2 separate regions of the Gasterosteus aculeatus genome follow, and region 2 is linked to region 1. A link is a contact called in public Hi-C data. All regions are on one chromosome and are shown on one strand. Each heading gives the region's core, a stretch centred on a gene start, on an enhancer-like site or on the middle of the called end of the contact. The rest is flanking DNA. Distances are from core to core; before and after follow the strand shown.

Evidence for each region. A called contact is a pair of places that touch in the nucleus more often than the background predicts.
Region 2: a Hi-C map of liver shows a contact between it and region 1, with 2.7 times the contacts expected there. The contact joins two enhancer-like sites. A contact is called at or near these places in 3 of 6 Hi-C or Micro-C datasets (blood and trunk muscle, liver and whole body).

What each region holds. Positions count from the first base shown.
Region 1 is chr9:10,566,529-10,573,631 of fGasAcu3.hap1.1, reverse strand. The region is part of intron 3 of prkcaa (protein kinase C, alpha, a); the gene reads left to right. Among protein-coding and RNA genes, the nearest start is that of prkcaa, 50 kb to the left of the region's middle. Within about 2 kb of position 3,406, at least 1 of the 9 cell types and tissues checked has open chromatin away from gene starts, as enhancers often do.
Region 2 is chr9:10,610,634-10,617,736 of fGasAcu3.hap1.1, reverse strand. The region is part of intron 2 of prkcaa (protein kinase C, alpha, a); the gene reads left to right. Among protein-coding and RNA genes, the nearest start is that of prkcaa, 6.0 kb to the left of the region's middle. Within about 2 kb of position 2,911, at least 4 of the 9 cell types and tissues checked have open chromatin away from gene starts, as enhancers often do.

The sequences.
Region 1 (7,103 bases), core at 2,157-4,656:
AGTGGAGGGAAATGAAAAGGAGATGTGTTTTCCAGATAAAAAAGCAGTTGGGACAACATGAAGCACTGCGTGAATGTCAAAAGGCCCGTTGACTGTAACACACCCTGAAAGGCTCAAGGGTTCTTTAGGCTACAATATGCGATCGCTAATATATAACAACCATTTTCCCAGAGTTCGGCTTTTCATGTGCGCCGAGACAAAAGCCTGTGCACAGATATGTTAAAGTAATAGCACAGATTGATGTTTGTGGCATACACTTAAAGTTTAATTAAAATGCAGACAAAAATAGATGTTATGTTAAGTTCCCATGCTCTTTGACCCACAGACATTAGAAAGTGATTCCATAAACAGTTAATAAATTGTCTGTGAAGTGTTTATAGAGTCAGACTATGGATCTTTAGAGGTTTCTTGAACTCCCCCCAGAGATTAAAATTCAACATTGGTTCATTGCTCTTGTGACATAGCTGTAGCTATACAACAATATGAGTATGTATGTATATATATATGACCTATTTTTATTTCAAACAAAAATTGCTCTAACTTTTGATTGGTCGATCAAAGTAAAGTCGTTATTGTAGCACTTAAATTGTACTTATGACGCCACTTATCTATAGCAAATTGTAAATTGGCTTATTTGAGGAAATTGCACTTTCTTGTTTCTTGTTCTTCTGAGTTTGTAGCCTATGGTTGAATGCACTTATTGTAAGTCGCTTTGGATAAAAGCGTCAGCTAAATGACATGTAATGTGATGTAATGTTATAAAGAAGGTTGGAAGTCTAAAAAAACAGCCTGGGCTGAGAAGCATCCCTACAAACCTGAACCATAACGGGAATGATTACTCACCACGTGGCCTGCACAGCGGGGCCTTTATCTTAATTGCTGCGCAGAGACGATGCATGTCAGCAGCTTAATTCAGTTAGGGTTAGGTGATGAGAGTCACCTTTAAATACGGTATTGCTATCATTAGCCCCTTTGTGGGCAGCTCACTCAAATGACATTTGAATTGTTGATCTCTAGCAAATTCTGATCAGTGCATGGATGTACAGTCAATGGCTGCCCTCACTCAGCTGTATGACGTACCAGTATGTGCAATAACAAGTGGTCACCTTTAGTCTACACATAGCAGCCTTCAGTCACAGGGGAAGTGAAGCCTTAAAGAAAATACTGGTTGTCTCAACACATCTTTTCTTCAGAAATATATCATTCATCCCATTTATTTTCTTAATTGACAGAGGCAGAGTCCCATGGGCTGCAGGGCTGATGATATTTATATACTCTGGGATCCTAATGAACACTAACAGATCTTGTGTCTCTCTTGCTAATGGTCTGTGACATGCCTTTCTGAAATGTGGTTCGATCAAGGCTTTTCTTGGGGGGGAGACGATGCAGAAGGGTGTAAGTGCTTACATATTGTGTGTGTGTGTGTGTGTGTGTGTGTGTGTGTGTGTGTGTGTGTGTGTGTGTGTGTGTAGAGGATGGGTGTGGCCCCTGGCAGCTGCTGTATCACTTGCTGGTGAAAAGCTTCCCACTGGAGAAGACTTTAGCGGTTGACCTAAAACACAATATTGACCTTTTAGCACTCACGCAGTGCTTCACATGGCCGTACCGTTTTGTTTCATGAAATCTTCTCAAGCACCAAAATAGGGTTTGTTCAGGCTGCATAGAAACAGGTACCAGCCATTTCACATTCAGGGGACATCAGCCAGAAGCACATTTTCTCAGCTCAGCGGTATCGCAGACAGCATCCTCAGTGTATCTGTTTACACACGAGTTGTAAAGGTAAATCGTTCGCAGGATACTGGATGCAAAAAGCTCTTTTTGACATTTTTATTGTAATCGGAACAACCAGGCACAACGCATAGCGGCATTGTTCTCCCACTGATGTTTTCTTGACCGGAAGGAGCCGTTCACAAGCTCCCACCCGCTGTGGCTCGCCTGACTGCGTGTCAGGGAGTCACCAACCTGCTGTTTTTGCAGTGTGGTAGGAACTGGTATTACACGCAAAGACACACGCACGCCCACAAAACCACAAAGATCTTACGAATATATTCTGCATATACACACACACACACACACACAGAAACACGCAGAGATTTGCAGTGCACCGAAGTCACACAATTTAGTTTCCAAAGTATAAACACACACACAAACATTCCATCCGTCCCTCAGAGGTTTGTTTACAGCAAGTATCTTGCAGCTCCAAGTATTACTGATGACCAACGCATGGGAGAGTTGGAGCCGCTCTTGACCTCAAAGTGACTCGGTGTCACAGTTGCTGCTGGACAAGAGTTTGCCCTCAGCAGCGCCCGCCGGCGAGCCGCCGGGCCTCGTCATCTGTGCCACTCGTCATCTGTGCCACTCGTCCATCAAGTGTCAAAGGCACCATCGGGTGTGCACGTTTATCATTGAATCAAGATAAACCTCCTGGGATCTTACACTGTTTTGTGACAGTATCTTATCTTGTTATTGTTATCATGCGTATCTATCATGTGACACATTTACATGGGTGGAGTGTGGCCGAAAGTTCAGAGCGAACTAAGGTCTTTGTCTTGGTATTGTTTTGTTAAAGATCCAAGGCCATGTGCTACAACTGTCCTGCATGTCAGTGCGCACAAAAGTGCTTGAGACAAAAGCTCGAGAGGATCTGGAGTCTAAACTTGACCTCGTCTGAAGCTGAACCGTCGCCAGAACCCCAGAAATAGAATGATACAAGTTACAAACAGGCCACCCAGCTCCTGTCCTTCTGTATCTCATGAGACGCAGAGCTGTCTTGTGTTTGTTACTCATCACCGGGTGAATAGTTGTACCTGCATTGACACAGACAAGGATAAAAAGCAAACAACAGTTGGTCACAACCTGGAAAGTGTTTCTCTTGCAGTGCTTCCAACATGTTGCCCGTTGACTGAAGCAGCTCAAAAGCTCGGGAGTTGCCTGCAGTATTGAGCAAACATTGTGCTGAAACTGTTTGAGGAAATTCAGTCTCACTTTAACAGTGAGGAGATCATTTATCAACCATACCTCTGTGATGATTGATCCAACTGATTACTGCAGGAATGGTTTACACTATAACAAAATGTACAGAATAATGTATTTTATTGTCTGGCGAGGATTTATTACCCTCCTCAATGACATTTTTTTTGTTGACCTTGACCTTTGATGATTTGAAGGAAGGCTGACCAACCGCATTAATCTCTAACTAGATCATCAATTACGTCTACTGCTTCACGTCTATTTCTGACCAACTGCCACTGTTGTCCACATTGTATTTCAGACCTGACTTCTGAGAATAGAAGTAGTGAGTTTGCCTATAGTACTTCTACACTGGATCGCTGGTTACCTCTGGGGCAGCACCTCGGTTCATATTAAATATAAATATCCCTCCTTCTCTCTTCCCATGAAGCTCTTTGAACACCAACTCCCTTTCACCCCAGGCTGAACAGTATGTTCGCCGAATGCGTGTTCATTCTTGTGTTCAGTGTTACTCCTCCAGTCCAAAATTCAAACCCCCCAAAACAGGCATGGTAACTTTTATTGCGTTTTTCTGCAATGAAAACCGCAGAGGGTAGAGTTGAACAGCCAAGCCAATGCCCCTGTCTGCTGGCTCATTAAAGTTAAAAAAAGGCTCTGCCAAGACTGTCTTATAAATAACTTTCAAGTCCTTTTAATTATTAAGCGTCTGGCAAAAAGCGCCGACGTCTAAAAAAAGCCAATTTATTTATGTAACACGGCCGAATCAACGGCAGTTTTGAAAGGCAACAGTAGGTTGTGCAGTCATCTTCCAGCCGATGTGACGGCTGTGAAGAACCCCCTGGTGCTCCGCTGACCTTATGGATGTCACTCACAGCACTAATGTGCGTGGCGATGCTAATGAAGCAAATGAACATGTCTCTGCAGTGTGCGTGTGTGCGTGGGTGGCGGATCACCTTGCTTGGAGCTCAATTTGCTCCAGCTGTGCAAAGGCAAACAGGAGGTTTTGTTCAAAGAGCTTTTAACGGAGTTCAGTCAAGTCTCCTGCTGTGCTTTTCTTTAAATGGTCCATTTAAGTAAACTACGCCAATGGAACGGAAATAAGCATCTTCTTGAATTATATTTTTAAGAGCTTTGGGTTGTTGATAAGCTTCTCTTGTGTTTACGGTTTTCACTTGCAACGTCGCAAATGCTCTCGCTGGTGACTGACAAAACAAAAAAAAGGTATTATGAATTGTACAGTTGAAAATGATCATTCATCAATGTTCACATTAGGATGCGTTTGTGTGCATTTGCTCAAAGGAAATGGGTCTAATTTGCAGCAGGGGGCTCACAAAAGCCGACTCGCACCAGCGGGGGATAAGGATGCTGTTATTAAGTGGGGGCAACATACGGGGTGTCTGCATCAGCAGCTCCCTTGTTACTGGCACACGTGCTTGAGTACAACTTCAAACACAAGGTTCCTGTGTTCTTGACATTTTAGCAGAGTTGACTGACAGCCATTATTGAAGGGATGCAATGCAACTGGATGCAAAGTGTGGTATTATGGGATAATAGTGTACAAAGGTGGCTTAGCCTGCCTCAAGTTTTACTTTATTCAGAGATTTTGGATTATTTAATTGGATTAAGTTCCAATTACTTCAGATGTTACCTGAACTGTGTTAACTTGAAACGTTAATCAAATACACGCTGGATGAGATTAGATCCTTTAAAAATAGAAAAAATTGTCACTGTGTTTGACATATTTTGGTTTTATTTCAGAAATCAAACTTAAATTGCAGTGTTGTTTGTGCTGACTGGACTTGAATGATTGACCTAATTTTGGAACTGATTTCCATTTAGAATGGAAACGGTTTACAAAATATTTTGATTCATACCCGATTGACTTTGTAAGCACTTTTCCAGCTATGCAAATTCTACTCACGTGTCAGAAATAACTCAATTGACAGCTTGTATAGATGGAGTAGATGTGGACCCAGCGTAGACCCTTGAGGTTCACCGTACTGGATTCAATAATGACAATACAACATACCACACCAAGTTTGTCAGAGAAGCTCAATAGAAAAGCACTTTGATGGATAGAATACATTTTTACAGAATCAGCCAAAAGGGAAACTGGGGCAGAAGAAATGTCAGCTATTATCTTCATCTCCGCTTGCAGACAGATGTGTTAACAGATACAACACGGCAAGGAAAACCCCCTGTGAGCTGTGGTGGCAGCCTGGCCTCCCTCCCAGCACTCAGCAGCTTAGTGAAAGGCCAAGAGGAATCAGGGTGGTGATTTGTACGCTAAAAATAGTAACCTTGCATAGCCCAACACCTCATGTCTGGAGAAGTGATAGCTCCATTTTGTTGTCTTCAAAGCCTTACCTTAGTAACCACAGTCCTGGAGCTGCGGTCTAAAACAAGGACAACCAGCAGCATGATTTGTGCCCCTGTGTCAAGCGGGAGTCAAGTGATGGCTAGATGCTGTTGATGGGGTCATTCCATCTCTAATTTGCACGCCGCAATGCTTTATCATCAATGGACCTGCGCGGGTCCATCCGTCGGAGACTGTGACGAGGGCGAGGGCCACCATTTTTGTAGCACAGTTGGGTTTGACGGAAGAAGGTAAATGTAATTACCATGATGTAAGATATAATTAGAAGTTGACAGCAGTGAGGAGATTGGGTGACACAATGAAACAGAGGCCATGGCTGGTCATTAGTATCTTGTGAAAGGGTTTGCACAATGACTCGTAACTGTACATATTCAGGAAATATCTAACACAAGCAATAGATACTATAAAACCGCCCTGGGGAGCCTGTCCAAGTGGTTCTGCATGTATGTGTCTGTGATAGTGCAAAGACACACACATAAGCAGGTTAACCACAAGAGAGGATGAATCCCAAACTACTACAGTGAGGAGCCATTGCCACCTTCATTTTAAATGTCAACTCTCCGTGGGGGGTGCTGGGTAAAAGTGGGGTAAGATAACCCACACGGGAGTTTAGTTTTAGTGATGTCTGATGCCTGATATTAAGGAAATTGTTCACCTTCAAGCGTCACTGGTACAATCTTTTTCTCCGCCCCGTACTGACGATGGATGTCAAAGAGACAAGCGAATGAAGGAAATGAAAAAGATGAAGTGACAATTGGTGCGTCACACTCTCTCTCTCTCTGTGTCGGTCTGTCTGTGTCTCTGGCTGCAAATGTCACACCAGGTGGATCTCTTTTGACTCTGCGGGAGGCCGCTTGGTTGTATTAGCGACCAGCCTCTTTGATGATTGCTACACTTGAGTCATTCCAAAGTCTTCCATACAATAAGACCCCAAAATAGAACCGTCAATGTGGTCCATTTTTCTAACCCTCTAGAGCAGTGGTCCCCAACCACCGGGCCGCGTTTGGTACCGGGCCGCACCACAGAAAGTATTTTTTATTTTTTCTTCAGAAAAATGTTTTATTTTGAAAATTGACCGGCTTTTCTACTAATTATATGCGCTCGTCCCTCTGACATATTCCCCTCGCGTCACCAGGCGTTTTTCTTCACGTTTACAATTGTCCTCTTACCAGTTTCGCCCACCAGCGAACACAGAGCGTGCGACTACTACAGCCCCCCCCCCTCACGTTATTCCGCGGACCTTCTCGACCGGTCCGCGAAATATTGTCTGACATGAAAACGGTCCGTGAGGTAAAAAAGGTTGGGGACCACTGCTCGAGAGTACACTGCAGCCTTAGTTTAAAGTGAAGTGAGAGCAGCGTCTGTTGGAAGACGTGAAAGAGGCCACAGTCTTTTAGGCATTAGGCACAGGCATTTAGGTGTTCGTCCTGCCCAGATCACATACGTGTACTGTATTTGCAGGTTTCTAATTGGCTTTGTATAGTGTGAAAGTGAATGAAAAACACTTCTCATAACGAAAGTGTTTCTGTGAAAGGAGAGCGGCTTAAAGAAAATACGATGACGCAGAGCGTCGCGGCATCATATGATAATTCCATGCAAAGTCCATAGGTAGAATGATAGATATGCAATGTGATTACTGATCTGCTGCATACTCACAGTTACAGTAACATGGTTTATGGTGTGCTTGTACACCTGCTGACCGTCTTCTCTTTGTCCTGCTGCAGCGCTATATACTTAATGTTCAAATGTACTCGTA
Region 2 (7,103 bases), core at 1,662-4,161, 45 kb before region 1:
AAACACACCTCAGCTGACTGCACCTGGACTAGGTAGCACTGTATTAGCACTTACGGTAATTCTGGGCCTGTTCCCTCTTGCTTGAATGCACTTAAGTCGCTTTGGATAAAAGCGTGCAAAAGGTAAGTTGAATATTTGATCACTTTGCTCTGCTGGCTGCGTGCAGAGAGTTGACGCTGTGTCACATGACTTGATTGGGAAAACCTCCTCTGGATGCATCGTTCCTTGCACACAGTAGAGTCACTCTCTCTCTCTCTCTGTAGAAGACATAAACACTTCACAGGGCGTTTGACGTCGAGGGATCCGGAGCGCCTCCCTTGAGAGCGTGGAAGAGACGCGCGCTAATCCTCGCAGCGATGCGTTCAGGCGCCTCGTAGTGCCCTCGGTGCTTGGGAAGTGTTCACTTCATAGGATCGCTTCCACTGCCTGCTACAAAGCCCCCCAACACCTGCCCCACGGCGACATCTCCTACTGCCGGCTGCTCGCTTAATATTTGTGAGAAAGCGTCCTGCGTAGAATGATTCGGTCCAGGGTGTCGGGGCGTTGACAGCCTGGCATGTCTGCGGCCCCCCCCCCCCCCCCGGCCCCCCTTGCTCAGCTTCAGCAGCGACTCGCTGTTTTCACCTTTGCCCTCTTTGTTTGCAGCGTTTCATACGTAGTAGATGGAATGATTAGAAAAACGTCCGGGGGAGAGGAGGGGGGGTGTGGGGGGGTGGGCAACGGGCAAATGGTGCTGTGCAGGTTTTTCTTGTATTTAAAACGAACCACTCATTCTTCTTCTGCTATAAATAGTGTTTAATAACTAATGCGTGCCTCATGAAGGTGAAGGTAATTGGTTATTAAGGTCATTGGTTACACTGCGGCTATTCAAAGAGAGAAAGCCCCCCCCGCCCCCCGCCCCCCACACACACTTTATAATATCTGTTCAGCCATCAATTATTCAACTTAAGCTTCTAGAAAATGAGGGTCGAGGGCTCCAGCAGAGCCTGCGAGCCTCTCAGTCACTACTTGAAGTGACAAAGTAATAAAACCGGAGATTGGCATTTCTCTAACAAGAGTGACATTTCATTTTCAGCCCTGCAAATGTCTCTTTTCTCAGCGTAATGTGGGCGGCACAGTACCCGTGTACAAGTCCGGACACAAACTGGTTTTCATTGAATTGAACGAAAAGAAAGACTTTTGAGTGGTACTAGAAGCAGATAGGAAGTGAGATATTAAACCCACTTCGTAAAGAAAAGTAATATCTTTGTTGTTTGGATTATTCTTTGACAAATATATGTCGATTTGATTATTTTGTCATTTTATTGACCAAATTACGATGAATGTAGAAAGTAATTGGCTAATTCATCAATGAGAAAAAGAGTTGTTACATTGTGCAACACGTTAGGTTTATTGTTCTGAACATCTTGCATCTTGATGCAAGCAGGAAAAAAATAAATCTCAATCCTCAAGTGACACTCGTAATGAAACATTAGAGCAAAGTCTATTTTGGGGAGAGTTAAATGTTGTGGAAACAAAATCCTGCCGGCTGTCTAGATGCTATCTGCATTGTGCGCTGTCTGTACGTCTTCACATGGCTACTTCTCCTGTGGCTCTTTTTCTCTGGCCTGCTGCGTCGGTGCAGCCTGGTATCTCAAATGAGTTTAGTCAACATCATGATGCAGCCGGGCAACCCGTACGCATTCACTGTTTTTCATACCGGCTGTCGGTTGGTATTGTTCTTCTCTGGTTTCTGACTGTGTAATCCCGTCCTGCAGCCTCGCCTTCGTTCAGTCAAAGCCGCCGCCCCCCCCCTGTCGCCCACTGAGCATCCCTGCTTAAATGTGTGGCGGTCAAGTATTCTTATTCAAGCTCCTATTGAAAGGAGCGTCCGTGTAATGTTCATTCCTTGCTCCAGGTGGTCGAGCTAATCTCAGATTTCTGCCACCAGGTGACTTTTCGATACAGCGCGTCGTCGGTATCATGAGAACTTGGTGCCCTTCCACCCGCGCGGTCGATCCTATTTCAGATTTGATCAGTCAGGGGTTTTTGAGAAGTGTGAAGCAGGAAATGTTCATTTCAACCTGGTTTATACTTAGCTGTACTCTGTGGCATGGGTTACAAAAATTGGGTGGCGCACGACAAGGAGCTGCGGACACTTTTAAAGCGATGACGTCATTTGCTGCTCGTGTAAAAGTGTCTGAGGTAAATTCCTCTTAGAACACATATTGGAGGCTTCACAGACTGTTCACACACTGTTTTTCTTCTGGTTATTCTAAGTGAAATAATATTACAACGGTGCCCACGTTTAATTTTCTGCTCCATATGCTGCTCGTAACAGGTTATTTGTGTCGATCGGCGGGTTTCTTGAGAAATGCCTCTGATTTCCACATTGCATCGGATGTTTATTGCTGGATTACAGACAACTGACTTTCCCCACAAGACTTTCCAAAGATGAAAAGGGGAAGCTAATGGGTATTTCCGAGATGTCCCCTCAATAGCTGGTTTCTTTACCCCTGTTGTAGCCTGCTGGCTATACGCAGTTGGACCAGTTGTCAGAGAGAATCCATGAAAGCAGCCCGGCCTATTTGGTCCTTTTGATAGTTAGTGGTCTTTGACTCTGATATACAAATGATAGCGGCTACAAATCCTTTCGGAAATTTTCCTGCCATGTATACGGGAGTTTGACAAGGGCAACAAAGTAGAACAAAGGTCAGCATAAACATTTACCTATTATGCGTACAGACATAAATCTGTAGACCAATAACATATGAAATGGAGATACAAGGGCAAGGATGCTTGAATAAATATGCACACAGATTTGTTTCTGACACGGTGTGTTCACCAGGGGGGCGGCCCGGGGAAAGAAGCTGTTCCGGTGTGTGTGTGTGTGTGTGTGTGTGTGGTTGTTGTGTCTTTCACAGGGGAGGAGCGAGTCCCGCTTGTGTCCGCAGCGCGATGGCTCTGCACTGATGTTTTCCTCATCCGGCAGATCCCATCAGTACACAGTGTCTTTGTTTAACCCGTGCTGTTCAGTGTTTGGACAGTACGGGGAGCATCCTAGTACACATCCGCCACCCCGTCATGCCAGTAGGGCCCGTGTTGACAGGCCGTGGAAAGGTAAACTCCTGAGTTTCCATGTCGACGGGCTCTTTCTGCTCCTGCGTGAGAGGCCTGGTTGTAATGCAGACTACGGTGGTCAGTGGCCAGAAACACGACGCACATTGTGCGCACTTAAAGTGTTGTACCGGCGACCTGCGCATTTTTGATGAATGAAGACGTTGAGGCCCAACCAGCAGCCGACATCCGACGGCGCCGCGGCTACGGCTCGGCAGATATGTTGGTCCTGCGGACGGTGATACATTGGTTCGTGCTTTTACTCCTCCAGAGGGGTCACCCGGCGGGCAATAAACTCCATCTTTTCGTGAGGGTTAATTACAAATCAGCCTCGGGCTGCTTTTACGGTGAAATAACTGTAAGTAGCGTCTCTCTGAGGTTCAGTAGCCGAGCAGTCTTGTGTGGATCCCAGGAGGATTAGTGGCCGCTAAGGCGTCAGTGAATCAACAAATGACCAAAGCTGCTTGCATTAGACAACGGTAATACTCAAATAGATTGAATTACCACAGCTTATTTTTGTCCTTAGTTTCTTCCATCCAATGGAGCGCAATTCTATTCATTTGGTGGTTTAATAGCAGCGACCAGAAAACGGGCAACGATTAAAACCCCCAGTGATTCAACTTTGAAGTCCTAATCCAAAGGGACTCGTTAGGACTTCCATAAGTGCCACTGCAGGTTCTGGGCTCGCTAAAAAGGAATTTAAATCCCACAATTAGAGGCTCTCCCAGAGAAAGCTTTTCTGTTTGCACTATATGTGTTATATATATATTATTTATTTTCCCACACAACTTTGGGGAAGTGATTTTTTGTTACAGTTTCAACCATGAAAGCCTTAAAAAACAATTACCACGCTGTTATTTGGCCTCCAAGAACTGATTGTGGGATGGGACGGGACATGAAAGCCCTGTTGACTGTGGTCCCGGGATTCTCATAAGCCCTATAGACTGAAAGACCGGTCACTCTTCTGCATCTGTTGCTTTGTCTCCGCCACCTAAGAGGCCGACCGGCCTGGCCTTTGTTTATGCCTTCCTCTCTGATGTAAGTGTACTTGGAAAAAGGAAGCAGATGAAACAGATGCTAACCGCTTTGATGCAAACAGCTGAATTTTGTTCTTCCAATCTCCAAATCTGGTCTTTCCATTCCTCCTCCTCTCCGCTGTCTTTTTCTTGCATGTTTCTCCGTCTATGTAATTTCTTCTGCTCAGAGTAAGAAAACTGCCCTCCGCAGCGGCCTCCTACATGGCTACTCTCTGTCTTTCTGCACACACACACACACACACTCCCACATGTCCAATCCCTTCCTCACATCTAGGTCACGCAGAAGGAAGTAGCAAACGTAGAATTGGTTTGATGTAGATCTTCTTCTCGTATCGTTAACGTTCATCAAGATACACATATTTTGAAGCAAGCAGAGAAGAGATGAGGCATCATGGCACATGTGGGGTTCTCATTGTGTGTGTGTGTGTGTGTGTATGTTCTGGAGACGGAAGGGGCCAGAGTTCAACCTAGGCTATATTTAGGATTGCTCCCCGGGGCCCTGAAGAGACACACTGCAATGCATGTAGCAGGTTCTGTTTATGGATGGACACTTGCTCTGTCTTGTGATGTCCAATGTGTGATAACAAAAGGACGTGAACTGCTGCCACTCATTTTGAGTATCTGGAAGACAATATTCATTATTCCTTTCTCTTGCAGTAATGTGACCCCATTGTACACTTGACTCAATGATCGCCACTGGCAGCTATTTTTAACTGTGTTTGACGCCTTTGAATGCTAGACGGTGAACGGGACCCCGACCTGCACACTGCTCCCTGGTGCCTGAAGAGAAATGGCCCTAATTACTTCACGCTGCTCTAGCAAAGCAGTAAACTGAGCACCACCACGGTTCACCATTGCAAAACAACGCATGTTACTGTTAGTTTCAGTCCAAACTGCGGTGTGATCTGTGAGAACAAAAAACAGTCCATATTGCCCGCGTTGGTGATAACTTCTATGAGCCCTGAGTTCTGTCGCTGGCTTGTCAAATGAAAATAAACAACCACAAAAACACTTAAAGTCACAGCAGCTCTCAAAGATGTTGTTAACATGGTGCTGCTCAATTTTGACTGGCCGCTCACCACGCTGAGCATCGAAAGGGTACGAATGGGTCAAAAAACGACCGTTTTATACGTCTTTCAGAGCCTCCTAAACAGCGTCAATGTGGCGTCTTTCTAAAAGTCTACTGTGCGCGAACTAACCTCAAGTGTTGCCTGTTTGAAATATCTGCCCCGTGTCTCAAATCTGACATTTCAATGTAGGGTCACAGGTTTGTGACCCCTTGTTTCTGTCACCTGTGACCGTCTTCTTTGTGGAGCACAGTGCTTTGGCACATGGTTCCATGCCACCTCTGACATTGTGTGTCCTCAGCGGGATCATGATGAGTTTGGGGGGGGGGGGGGGAACTGTTCACATCAGAAACAGCATTAAACTGTACGGCCGCCTTGAGTTTCCCTGAAAGCCTCTGGTCTCTTCCTGTTTTTGAGGCAATCAATTCAGACCAGCTGCATTAAGAGTAGCCTAATCTATCATGGCGCTCTGAATTATTTATCAGCTGAACTCCCACAATGCATTTGGGGAAAATGCCCTGTTGTTTTTCAACATATTCCTTATATTATCCCTGTGTTTGCCATTGTTTAAGCTTGTGGTTTTGCAGAAAAAACATGCTTCTGTTACTGACATTTGCCAACCCAGAGGGATTGTGTTTGAATTTGTAAAACCCAGCGCTTTCAAAAATAAGCATCGATCAATTCGTCAATATTTGAAATGGAGTCGTGATGTTTGCATTAGATTACCTTCTGGGCTTCCATGGAGACCCGTGGTGACGCGTCGATGCCGATCTTTGTGTTCCTTGGCACAGGGAGGCTCCTGCGTCCTGTGACACCTGCATGTCGGTAGATAATGGAGCCTTATTCAGTTCCTGCGTGCTGCTGTCATGACGGAGCTCAAATCTGTTTCACAGTTTGATGAGGGGATTTGAGAGCAGGAAGGGAAGTGACTGAGCAGTCCCAGGTGGGATGACGTCCATGTCCCTGCTGTCATGCTGATGTCACATGGAATTTGAGTGGTCAGGTTTTTCCTGACCCCCCCCCCCCCCCCACCCCCCCAGCAGCTACAGCAAAGCATCACATGTCTTCGTGCTGCTGGATACTGGATTTGTATTTCATGTACATGTATTATTCCCTTCATTAACACAAAATGCTGTCCCAGGTTCTATTTGGGCGTGCAACTTGTTCCAATTCTTCTTCTGAATGCGTGTTTTTGGCATGTTGTTGGGGCATTTTGTAGTAGAATACCTGAACCTCAATGCAGGCTTCAAGTTTCACATTGTTGAGTTTGGTAGTGAGTGAATGTAAGAAGCATTGGCTTAAAGCTCAGGACTGCAAGTTACAAAAAAACCCAAAGCACATCTGAAAAATAATCCCTCCTCCTGCAGTTTTCCCTTCTGTTCCACAAAACCAGGGCTTTGTACACAAGTCTAGATCTCCATTTAAACATTATCCTGATAGTGATGCCGCTATACCGTCACAATTGTTCATCATGTTTTAGTTTTTGTGGAACTGTAAAGGGATGATGGGTTGTGGTTTGAGGCTTTAGCCCGGAGCCTTTGGCTGCGGTGAACGGAAGCTAAACTGCAACCTTTTCTCTCCGTCTCTGAAACACTTGTACGACTTGGATTTCAATGTGATTACAAAGCTATTATGGACTGTTTGTCCAGTGAACGCCATCAAAACAATTGCCTACTCCAGCTTAAATGTAATCGTGTGCACAAATATTGTATATCAATATAAGGTTTATTGGTAACTATTTACGTTTTCATCTGTACAGTTTGCAATGAACATAAATTAAATGGCTTTTAACGTTAATGTGGAATGTGCTGTTCCATAGCCGTTTACTTTTAGCACAAGTGTGCTTGAACAGTGTCTATTCAATGTCAATGGCACATGAATTCTCTATTTGAGGAACAAATGG